Linked DNA regions of Macaca mulatta: region 2 is linked to region 1. The links are chromatin contacts, called in public Micro-C maps. All regions are on one chromosome and are shown on one strand. Each heading gives the region's core, a stretch centred on a gene start, on an enhancer-like site or on the middle of the called end of the contact. The rest is flanking DNA. Distances are from core to core; before and after follow the strand shown.

Region 1 (4,687 bases), core at 1,275-3,774:
TGTCTATAAAAGTCATGTAAGCTTAGCACTTATTTAGAAATAAATAAGTTAAAGAACACATGAATGGCTTGGACATTAAAAGTTTAAGCTACAGCTTAAGCTGAGCTAAGTTTAATGTTAAAAATTAGTGTGACGGCAATGATTTTTCAATTCAGCTCTGTCGTGGGCTAGGAAAAAATATCGTAATTTTTCAGCCACAAGACATAAACATTGCTAGAATGACTACATTTTGAAAAAATTACCTTCTCGCTTTACCTAGATTTCATTTTAACCAAACAGACCAACCTCTCCTATCAAACCTGTAAATTAACTCAAAGTCTAATTTGGGGCCTTCATAGTAAAGATTACTTTTTCTAAATCTCTGTCTTATCTGGTGCTTTTAAAAGAAGGGATCATTTTAGGCAATTATTATGACCTAAAACATTTTTAAATCTTAATGTACAGATTAATTCCTTGACAGCTGAAGTCATTTACAATACATTATTAAATTTCACATTCAGTGTTAAATCCAAACATAGGTCTCAACATGAAGAATACGGATTTTAGGGAAAGCAACTAGCTGCTCAAATTCATTTAGCTGAAAAACTACTGTTAAATCATCTTGAAAACATACACTAATGCTTGTACATTGCTAAGTGGCTTTTGATTCTGCTCTTCCTTTTCTTACACAGAATCAACCACACAATGGAATTAAGAACTCTGGCCCATGGCAAAGTGCTCCCATTTAGCAGTTAGGACACTGGACATATTCAGCATATGTCTACTGCTATTAAGAATCAAATTATGAAAAAAAACCCTGTATTTTATAAAACTAAGAATTTGTTACCCAAATGAGAACAAAGGTACCTAATGCCACAGCAGGGGGTAAGAGTCCCAGTAAGAGAGCAATAATTGGTCATTCTGATGAGGAGCTGTGCCAAATTTAGAAATGAGGCACAAATGACAAAAAACAGAATTGATCGTCAGTGTGGACATGGGTAGGTCAGTGTGCATATGGGTAGGTTAGTATCTGCTGGCCGTGTCTACAGAGCCCCTTTTATTTATTTGAAGCTAACTTTTCACTTGACAATGCTACCTACAAAAGCACTGTTAATAGATAAGACAATCAAGTGGCTGTTATGCTGTGGCATTTTTGTAAAAACTGCGTGAGAACAGGTGGGATAAAAACCATAGTAAGCTAGAAAAAAAAAGTATCACTCATTGAAAGATATGTGCACACAGATGAACTGTAAGTTAATATAACCTTCTTGACCTTGTAAATAGCCAAAAATACTTAAATATCTTGCAGAGGCAACTATTTGTCACACATTACCAGTCTTCACTGGCTGAATCCTTCAGCCATCTGCACATGACATGCACAGGCAAAGAGCCATTATAAACATATATAATTCCAATTATCTCCTTGCATAACTAAAGACAAAAAGAACAGGAAATCCAAAAAATACAGCAAAACTGAAAACATTATACCTTGCCTTCCGTGCTATTTTAAGGCTGTCCCAGGCTGAAGGTTACTTCTCAGCCCTCAAAACTCCATTAACTGCCAAGACCAGCACCTTAGTACATATGGCACAGATGCCTAGTTGAAGCCTCCTTGTACTAAATGACCTCGAAAAACTGGGCTTTCTCTCCAAGATTAATGGAAACAAAAGTAATGATCATAAGGAACCTTCTAACTCTATTAATGTTTCCTGCGGATGTGTATGGCCAACTGAATATATAAAGGCTCAGTTCTTGCAGGGTACCCTGACAACCAGATGAATTAGGGTGAAAGTTCCAAGTTCGATGAACTCTTCTGAGTTTGAGTGCCCTAGGTGGTGACATTCAAGTGATTTCACAGACATCCACCAATTCTTATTTTAACCGGGAATCCCAAGAACACCTTTAAACATGCAATGCCAATGGACCCTACTGGGTTTCTGCTACAAGGGCACAATGTCACTTAGGAACCCTGTGTCTTGGGAGGTACTTAAACTACGTCAAATTGCTTTTGGAAAATGTTTATCTGGCGTGACTAGGAGAGGCAAGGCATGGAAACAAGAACCTCCCTCTAAGGAGCAGAATAGCCAACATGCAGTAAGCCTAAAAAACCTCTCACTGTATTTCCCGGGGCTATGGGTACTAGCGGGCTCGCCGGCAGGGGAATCAGCAGCCTGGGGGCATCGGTGACAGCAGAACCGGGGCTTACCTTGTTGGAGGCCATCTCACTGACGGAGTGCCTGGTCTGTAGGGTCTCTAACTGGTCCAGACACCAGTCCAGCTCCTCCAGGGTCTCGCTGGCCAGTTTCTGGTAGGCCTCCTCTGCGAAGAGACAGGGAAAGGGGGACTCAGTTCTCAAGCGCTTCACGGGTCCGCTAGTGAGTTCAAAGGGGGCCATCCTGCCATACCCCGCCATGCTCGGATGCCCGGTGCCGGCACATGAGGGCTGCTCCTTCATATTGCCCAGCCCGGCAGTGCAACGGGGGCGGAGGCTCTGCTCGCGGGGCGGCTGGCCTCGGGGAGGCACGGTCTCTCCAGCTTGGCGTGACGGGTCGGCCTCCAAGGAGGGCGTGCAAAGAGCGGCGAGCCAACTTTCACACGGCGACGCGGGCGTAAAAACCACTATGCGACTTTTCAACTGTGCGACGGGCCCAAGTCCCAGTCCAGGAGCCCGACTCTAGCGGATGGCGAGGGGATGGCGCGCGCGCTTAGGTGTCCGCCCCGGAGAGGAGCGTCTGGTCCACAGCCCGATCTCCTAGGTCCCCGGCCCGGAGCCGCGGCCCCACGCCCGCCCCGCCTGCCGAGCCTTCTGCACGGCACTTGAAGCGAATGAATCAGCCGCGGCCGGGTGCGCGGCCACCACGTTTCCTGTTTTCTTTCTCAACTCTTCGGGCGGCAGGCGCAGCGCGGCTCCAACGCCGCAGCTTTCCGGGAACACTCCCCCTCACGCCCCTCTCGGCCCTTAGCGCTGCCTGGCTCCTCCTCAACCCCCTTACGAAAAGATTCCGAATTGCAAAAGCCTGTCCATGCCACCCGCCGTGTCCTTCCCCTCGGGCTCTGCCCCGGGGGCCCCGCCACCTCGCAGTGCCATCCCCCCGGAGCAGCCGGGCGCCACTCGCTTTGAAGTGCAGCCGAGGAGGCGCGGCGCGAGCGTGTGTATCTGTGGGGCTGCTGTGGGACTGTCTGTGCTAGGAGAGCGGCGGAAAACCCGGCGTGGAGCGCCTGCAGCCCTCCGCCCGGGGTCGCGCCCGCTGCGGGGCTTAGGAGGGACCTGCGCGCAGGCGCGCACGGCCGCGCACCTGCCCAGCGGGAACCCCGTGCAGCCCACTGAGCCACTGCCCTCCAGGTTGCCCCGACCGCTGGAGCCTCTGCGTCTCCAGGACCAGCTGCTTCCTGCCAAGTTTCACAAACAAGGTTATTTAGGACCCTCAGTGTTTCTGAGGGTTTAAGGTTTAGGGTTTCTGGGGGTTCGTTTCTAAAGGTTTAGGATTCACCTACTTGAAGGAGGCAGGCTTGTGGGAATACCCGCGTTTCTATTAAGACCACATCCTTTTTCTACGACCAGCCAGTCTCAGTACCAGACTTCTAAATGTTGGGGCAGACAGAAACAAGCAAACAAAATATACAATGTTGCGGGATCGGAACGCTTTATAGTTCACAAATTTGACAATAGGCTGCATTTTCATATGCAGAATTGCCTAAGAGTTATCTTAAAGGAACAGCAATGTGAAAGAAACACATGGTAAGGAGAATTTACGCATGTCCTGCATACTACTCCTTTCCCCTGTGAATTGCACAAGACCTAGATGATCTTGGGCTAAGGAAGAAAATCTGGCATGGTGTTTCTACCCACCATGCGCAGATTACACTACAATTTTGAGAAAACGGAAAGACCACATTCAAAGGCATAGGGAAGTCTGTTCTGTTTACAAAGGCTGACCTAGGGGACCAGAGGCACTCTCGCTAAGCAGACCAGTTGTGGGAGAACTTCTCTACATTGGCATGCAATAAGCAAACCATTCACAGTGGGGAGAAATCAAACTCCCAAGAGTCCATTTTATAAAACTTTGTCATGGTCGAGTGGAAAGAAGATGCTGAGAAACTTACACGAAGTGGTGGGATCCTCTGTCTTTGTCTTTAAAAATCTACAGGTATTGGTGGAGAAGAAATTCTGCCCTTGAAATTTAGACTCCATAAATTATCAGTGGCACAACAAAGAAATTCATCGACTGAATTTAGTCTCCTCGGATTTTTCACATAGCTTTTTATATGAAATTTGTAAAAGTTAGAGCGACTTTTAAAGTATTTGTTACAAGTGCCACGTGGCTTGTTGTTATCAAGAATTCTTGAACTATTTACTGTTCACTTTGAGTACTCTACGTTAAAATTTGCCTCTTTTTTGTTCTACTTCCTCCATCCTGCAGTCTAAAGTGAAGTAAATATATGCTTTAGATGGACAAACAATTGCCTAAACCTTGCCAGGTGAATTAAAATTTCAGATTGAAGCTTTTTTCTTCCCCATTAACAACAGGAACAAGTTAAAGATATTAATAATTTTAAATGGTAAATATAAAATACTTGTTCTGTATAGCTTCCCCAATTCTAAGAATGTAAAAAATATTACATGCTTGTTATAAAAATTGAAGCATTACACACAAATATAGAAAGCCCATTGTAACCCCACACTCTAAAGATCACAAACAATACTTTC
Region 2 (4,687 bases), core at 1,534-4,033, 89 kb after region 1:
AAAAGACTTATACCTGCTACGTGAAGAACCAAGCAAGTTCAGATCTCTTGCTGAAATGTTCAAATGCTGAGGCAAGGCCTGTACTACAAATTTGTGTAACCAAAACCACAGTGCTCTCAATGCTCCTAGTGTTGGATTACAGCAGTTGGAGGAGATTGAGCTATTTTGTTTCCATGGCTCATTAAGCTAGAGTTAGACTGATGTCCATAATCAAATTCACTGCACTTATCCTTGCTTCTTCCCTATGAAGTGCAGCCAGACCTCAGGGAAAAGTCTCAAATATTCCAGGTCCATGGTAATTTGGTCCATGAAAGAAATTAACATACCTGAAAAGGATTAAATTATTTTTCCTTTTCTAAATGATCCTCTTCCTTAAGCTTTCTCTGTCAATTGACTGCCAGCCTTATTTGCTAATTCCCATCCCTCATCGGGCTTCCTAGCACTTCCTGCTGCAAATTAGAGTGCAGTGAACCTGAGCCTGCTCTCCAAAACACATCCAGACTCTGGGGGCTTTCTGGGCTTCCGCTAGGGTGCCTGGTGCAAAGAGCACCTAAATATAATCAGGGGATGATCAATCAACTAAGGCCTGGGAAGGTTCCAGGCGAGAGGAAGGGATATCTTGGGGGACAAAAGGAATGTGTAGGTGGGAAGAAGGCAGAAAGTCTTTCTTCATTTTTCATTGTTGGAAAATGATCTGGACAGAGAGCAATTCGAATCATAGGGAGGGTTGGGCAGGAAGTGATGGGGGAGGGAATAACAGACAGAAATGACATGAACAACTTAGGGAGACAGGTCAGAAAACATCTAATCAAGGCACATAGCAGAAATAGTGAAGGGAATTGAAACAGTTGTTCTGTATTGCATTGACAGTGTTAAAGTCAAAGTCAGTGCTTTTTAACCTCGTGGGGTGGATGAGGGGGTGCAAGGAGCCTTGTGTGAAGGCTCTGGCTCTGCTTATTGATCTCCCAAATACAATAATACATCCTCACATTCATAAATTTGAGAGCAAGGGGCTCTGATCTTGCGATATACCATCTAGGTCTTTATTGGATCCTGGAACTGATTTTCAGAATCCTTTATTCTTTTGAGTACAATTGTAAAAAAAAAAAAAAAAAAAGCAGAAAAGGGAGAGAGAGAGAGAGAGAAAACAAGGAAGAAAGGAAAAAAGGAAGGGAAGAAGGAAGGAAGGAAAAAAGGAAGAAAGGAAAGAAGGGTTCCATTTATAAACCTCAGAAAAACCAAAAATGAAAGCAAAGCAGAACAAAAAATAGCCAATATGACCCAAGTTACAAATTTACCTGTATCCTTTCAGAGGATAAATCCAAATTCCTGCAAGACAATTAGCCATCTTTCTTTCCATTATTACATTAAGCAAGACAGTTTAAGAGTACACAATAAAGGTGCTTGGCTAAACTCCTTCTCCCTTTATTGACTCTATCACAAGAAGCACATTTAATATAATTTTTACAAATTTTTAAAGAACAAATAGGAAAGAGGAGAAGCTTGTACTTTAGCTACCTTTGTGTATTTGAAAGGAATGCTGTTCAGCGCTTCTTCCTTTTCAAAAAGAAACAGAAGAATCACTACTGTGCATAACTCTCGAGGGCTGCTTCTCTAGTATCAGTCCATTTGAAATAGGAGTTTCACATAATTCAATTTATTAAATCCACATTTCCTGCCAGATTTTGCTTTATGTGCATATGTCCTTTTGTTTCCCGGCTAACATTTCCACATCTCGGAAATCATTCTTTCTACTATAACTGAAGAATATGGATATTAAAATCAGATCAGCAAAAGATTTTTATGGACTTGGAAAGCTGCCCATCAATGCCGTAAAATAAAGCGTGTTATACAGCTGATATCATCGAGTCTATTCTATGTTGTTGTCATATTCCTGGCGGTGGGTGGAGAGTGAGAGTGGAACAATTGGGAGTGGGAAAGAGAATGAAAGGATTTGATCGATTGTGGAATTTTAAAGCGGAGACAATTTACACTAAAGAATTCAAAGACTTCCTAACCTCCAAGACATTTTCCAGTCCAGGTAAACTTTGAATTATAGCTGGAGGTGATGTCCTTGGAGCTGCCTGTGAAAGCTGAAATCACAAAATGCCTGCAGTGTTCCCTTCCTAAACCAACTTTGCCATTTTCTCAGGCTGACACACAAACATGCAAGCGTCCACAGTAATGTGCATGTGTGAGGGATGGGGGAAGGGTGATTGTTGCTTTGTAGTAGCTCCTTTGAAGTGTTTAATTCCTCCCTTGTAATCTCTTCATCAACACACATTTAAAGCATATCAGTTTTAGCTCAGCAATTTCATTCTCAGAGGCTTATGTGGCTCAGGGCCTCTGTCCAGCACCTGGGTGGCACAGTTTGTTTTATCTGCATGCAGAAATGTTAACAGAATTAAATTCTTTCCTTCTTTCTCTCTTTCTTTCTTCTTTCCCCACCTCCCTCGATTTAGGTTAATGAGCCCACGGCAGCAGTTGTGTGTGAGTGAGCGGGCGTGTGCACAGGAGCGCCCTGAGCCTGCCTTTCTAAAATACAGGAAACGCATAGAAGAAAGAAGAGTTCAGCTGGAGCCACGACTTCCCTCTTTGCTTCTTTCCCTCCCCACCCACCGCACCCCCCCACCCCCCACACTCCAGCACCGGCTTTTAATTTTCAAAAGCACTGCAATTGCTTGGTGTGGTTTCAAGAGCTGGGGTGCCATTCTCCCTGATGATGACTCTGCTGACGTCAATGGCATTCTTATCATGCCTAGTGCGACATCAGAAACCAGTCCTCAGAGGCTCCTCTTATTCACAGTGCCTGGGCTCTCAGCAAAATGTGGACCGGATTTCTGAAACGCAAAGGACTGCCCCGTTCCTAACTGGCGCTGCAATCCACCAGATAGTCTCCTTCTGCCGGCAGCTTGCCAGTTAAGACTTTGTTCCTTAGTGTTCTGTCCTGCAAGGACCCCCTGAAGGAGAAGAGAGGGCTAAGTGGATCACAGCGTGTCCTCCGTGTCTGAGCTTTCAGAGCCGTGTGTGTGTGTGTGTGTGTGTGTGTGTGTGTGTGTGTGTGTGTGTCCCTCAACCAAGGTTAGAGACTAGTCGATGCTGCTTCTGATTATTCTTCAGGTTTTACTAAAAGGATTCAGTTTTTGATATAAGGCGATTTCCCCGACACAGTGGCTAAGAGCCTCTTGTGTAAGTTGCTCCTAGCTCACTCTCTGGATGAGAACCAGAGCCCAGGTCCCCACGTGAAACCCATATGCACCCCAGAATGCAGCATGCACCCCTCCTCCTTTTTTTAATAAAGAAAAAAAAAGGAGGTTGGGAGGGGAAGGAAAATAATCATAGCTGAATAATAATAGCAGAATAGGAAAACAGTATCACTAAGAATTAAACATTTCACTCTAAATACTCATTACTTGTTAAGAGATCTGATCTCAAAAGCTGAATTTTCAAGGGAGTCACTACATACTAAACCCAGTATGCATTCCTACCTAGCAGTTTGGGGGTAATTATTATGGCAATGATAAAGCTTTTTCCATTTACAGTGGAGTGTATTATGGTCCAAATCTACCCTAAAGCATTTGGGAAATGTATACAGTTCAAATTAAGATGTTTAGAGTCAAGGTCATTTAGCATGATGATGGAATGATATATGTCTAGTTAGATTTCATCTGCCCAATCTTTGACACAAACACATCAGAATTGTCTTAGTACCCACCAACCAAATAATGATTGTTTCCCTTGAAGATTGCTGAGTGACCCACAGTAAGCTTATTAGGAGATTAGGAGCAACTGTTCCGGAGAGAAGCTGTTTAATAACATAGGAAATGTGCAACATAGTTCCATCTAGAGCTATTTAGAGTCATAACATGGAAGGACAGCAGCTTACACCTGGTTCAACCCTTCTTTTTTTTTTTTTTTTTTTTTTTTTTTGAGACAGAGTCTCGCTCTGTCGCCCAGGCTGGAGTGCAGTGGCGCGATCTCGGCTCACTGCAAGCTCCGCCTCCTGGGTTTACGCCGTTCTCCTGCCTCAGCCTCCTGAGTAGCTGGGACTACAGGCGCCCGCCACCGCGCCCGGCTAATTTTTTGTATTTTTAGTAGAGACGGGGTTTCACCGTGGTCTCGATCTCCTGACCTTGTGATCCGCCCGCCTCGGCCTCCCAAAGTGCTGGGATTACAGGCGTGAGCCACCGCGCCCGGCCCTGGTTCAACCCTTCTACCTTTAAGTGAAGAAACTGATGCCCAAAGGCTGCTTCATGCTTTACTCAAGGTCACCCACCTATTAAGAGGCAGGACTGACAAACTAAAGCTGTCTCTCTCTAAATGGTATGCTTTTCCTACTACGACACTGCTCCTGATGATTCAAAACCTACTGACGGAACCTCAAACCCATTTGCCAAGGGAGTTTCCATTTTCTTTTAAATCTGAGCAATATTTCTTAATTTCTTGATTAAAGTGTTATTTCAGGAATGTTTAGATGAATTACAATGATTTTCTCCTTTGTTTTCAGTGAGTTTCACAACTAGTGTAAAGGTTATTAAGTAGAATGGAACAAAATAATATATGTTGGAATGCATGAAATTCAGATGGTTTTGTTATTTGTTATTTTTTGTAGAGACAGCATCTTCCTATGTTGCCCAGGCTGGTCTCAAACACCTGGGCTCAAGTAATCCTCCTGCCTTGCCTCCCA

What was found. A called contact is a pair of places that touch in the nucleus more often than the background predicts.
Region 2: a contact with region 1 is called in a Micro-C map of CD4 T cells, with 6 times the contacts expected there. The contact joins two enhancer-like sites. A contact is called at or near these places in 3 of 14 Hi-C or Micro-C datasets (CD4 T cells, fetal cortex germinal zone and fetal cortical plate).

What each region holds. Positions count from the first base shown.
Region 1 is chr6:66,869,652-66,874,338 of T2T-MMU8v2.0, forward strand. PDE4D (phosphodiesterase 4D) reads right to left here. Exons shown (of 18, transcript XM_078004763.1): 9 at 2,186-2,298. Among named protein-coding and RNA genes, the nearest start is that of RAB3C, 480 kb to the left of the region's middle. Within about 2 kb of position 2,525, at least 23 of the 40 cell types and tissues checked have an H3K27ac peak or open chromatin away from gene starts, as enhancers often do. A contact at or near this core is called in CD4 T cells, where this site is marked.
Region 2 is chr6:66,958,123-66,962,809 of T2T-MMU8v2.0, forward strand. All of the region lies in intron 8 of PDE4D (phosphodiesterase 4D), which reads right to left. Among named protein-coding and RNA genes, the nearest start is that of RAB3C, 570 kb to the left of the region's middle. Within about 2 kb of position 2,784, at least 37 of the 40 cell types and tissues checked have an H3K27ac peak or open chromatin away from gene starts, as enhancers often do. A contact at or near this core is called in CD4 T cells, where this site is marked.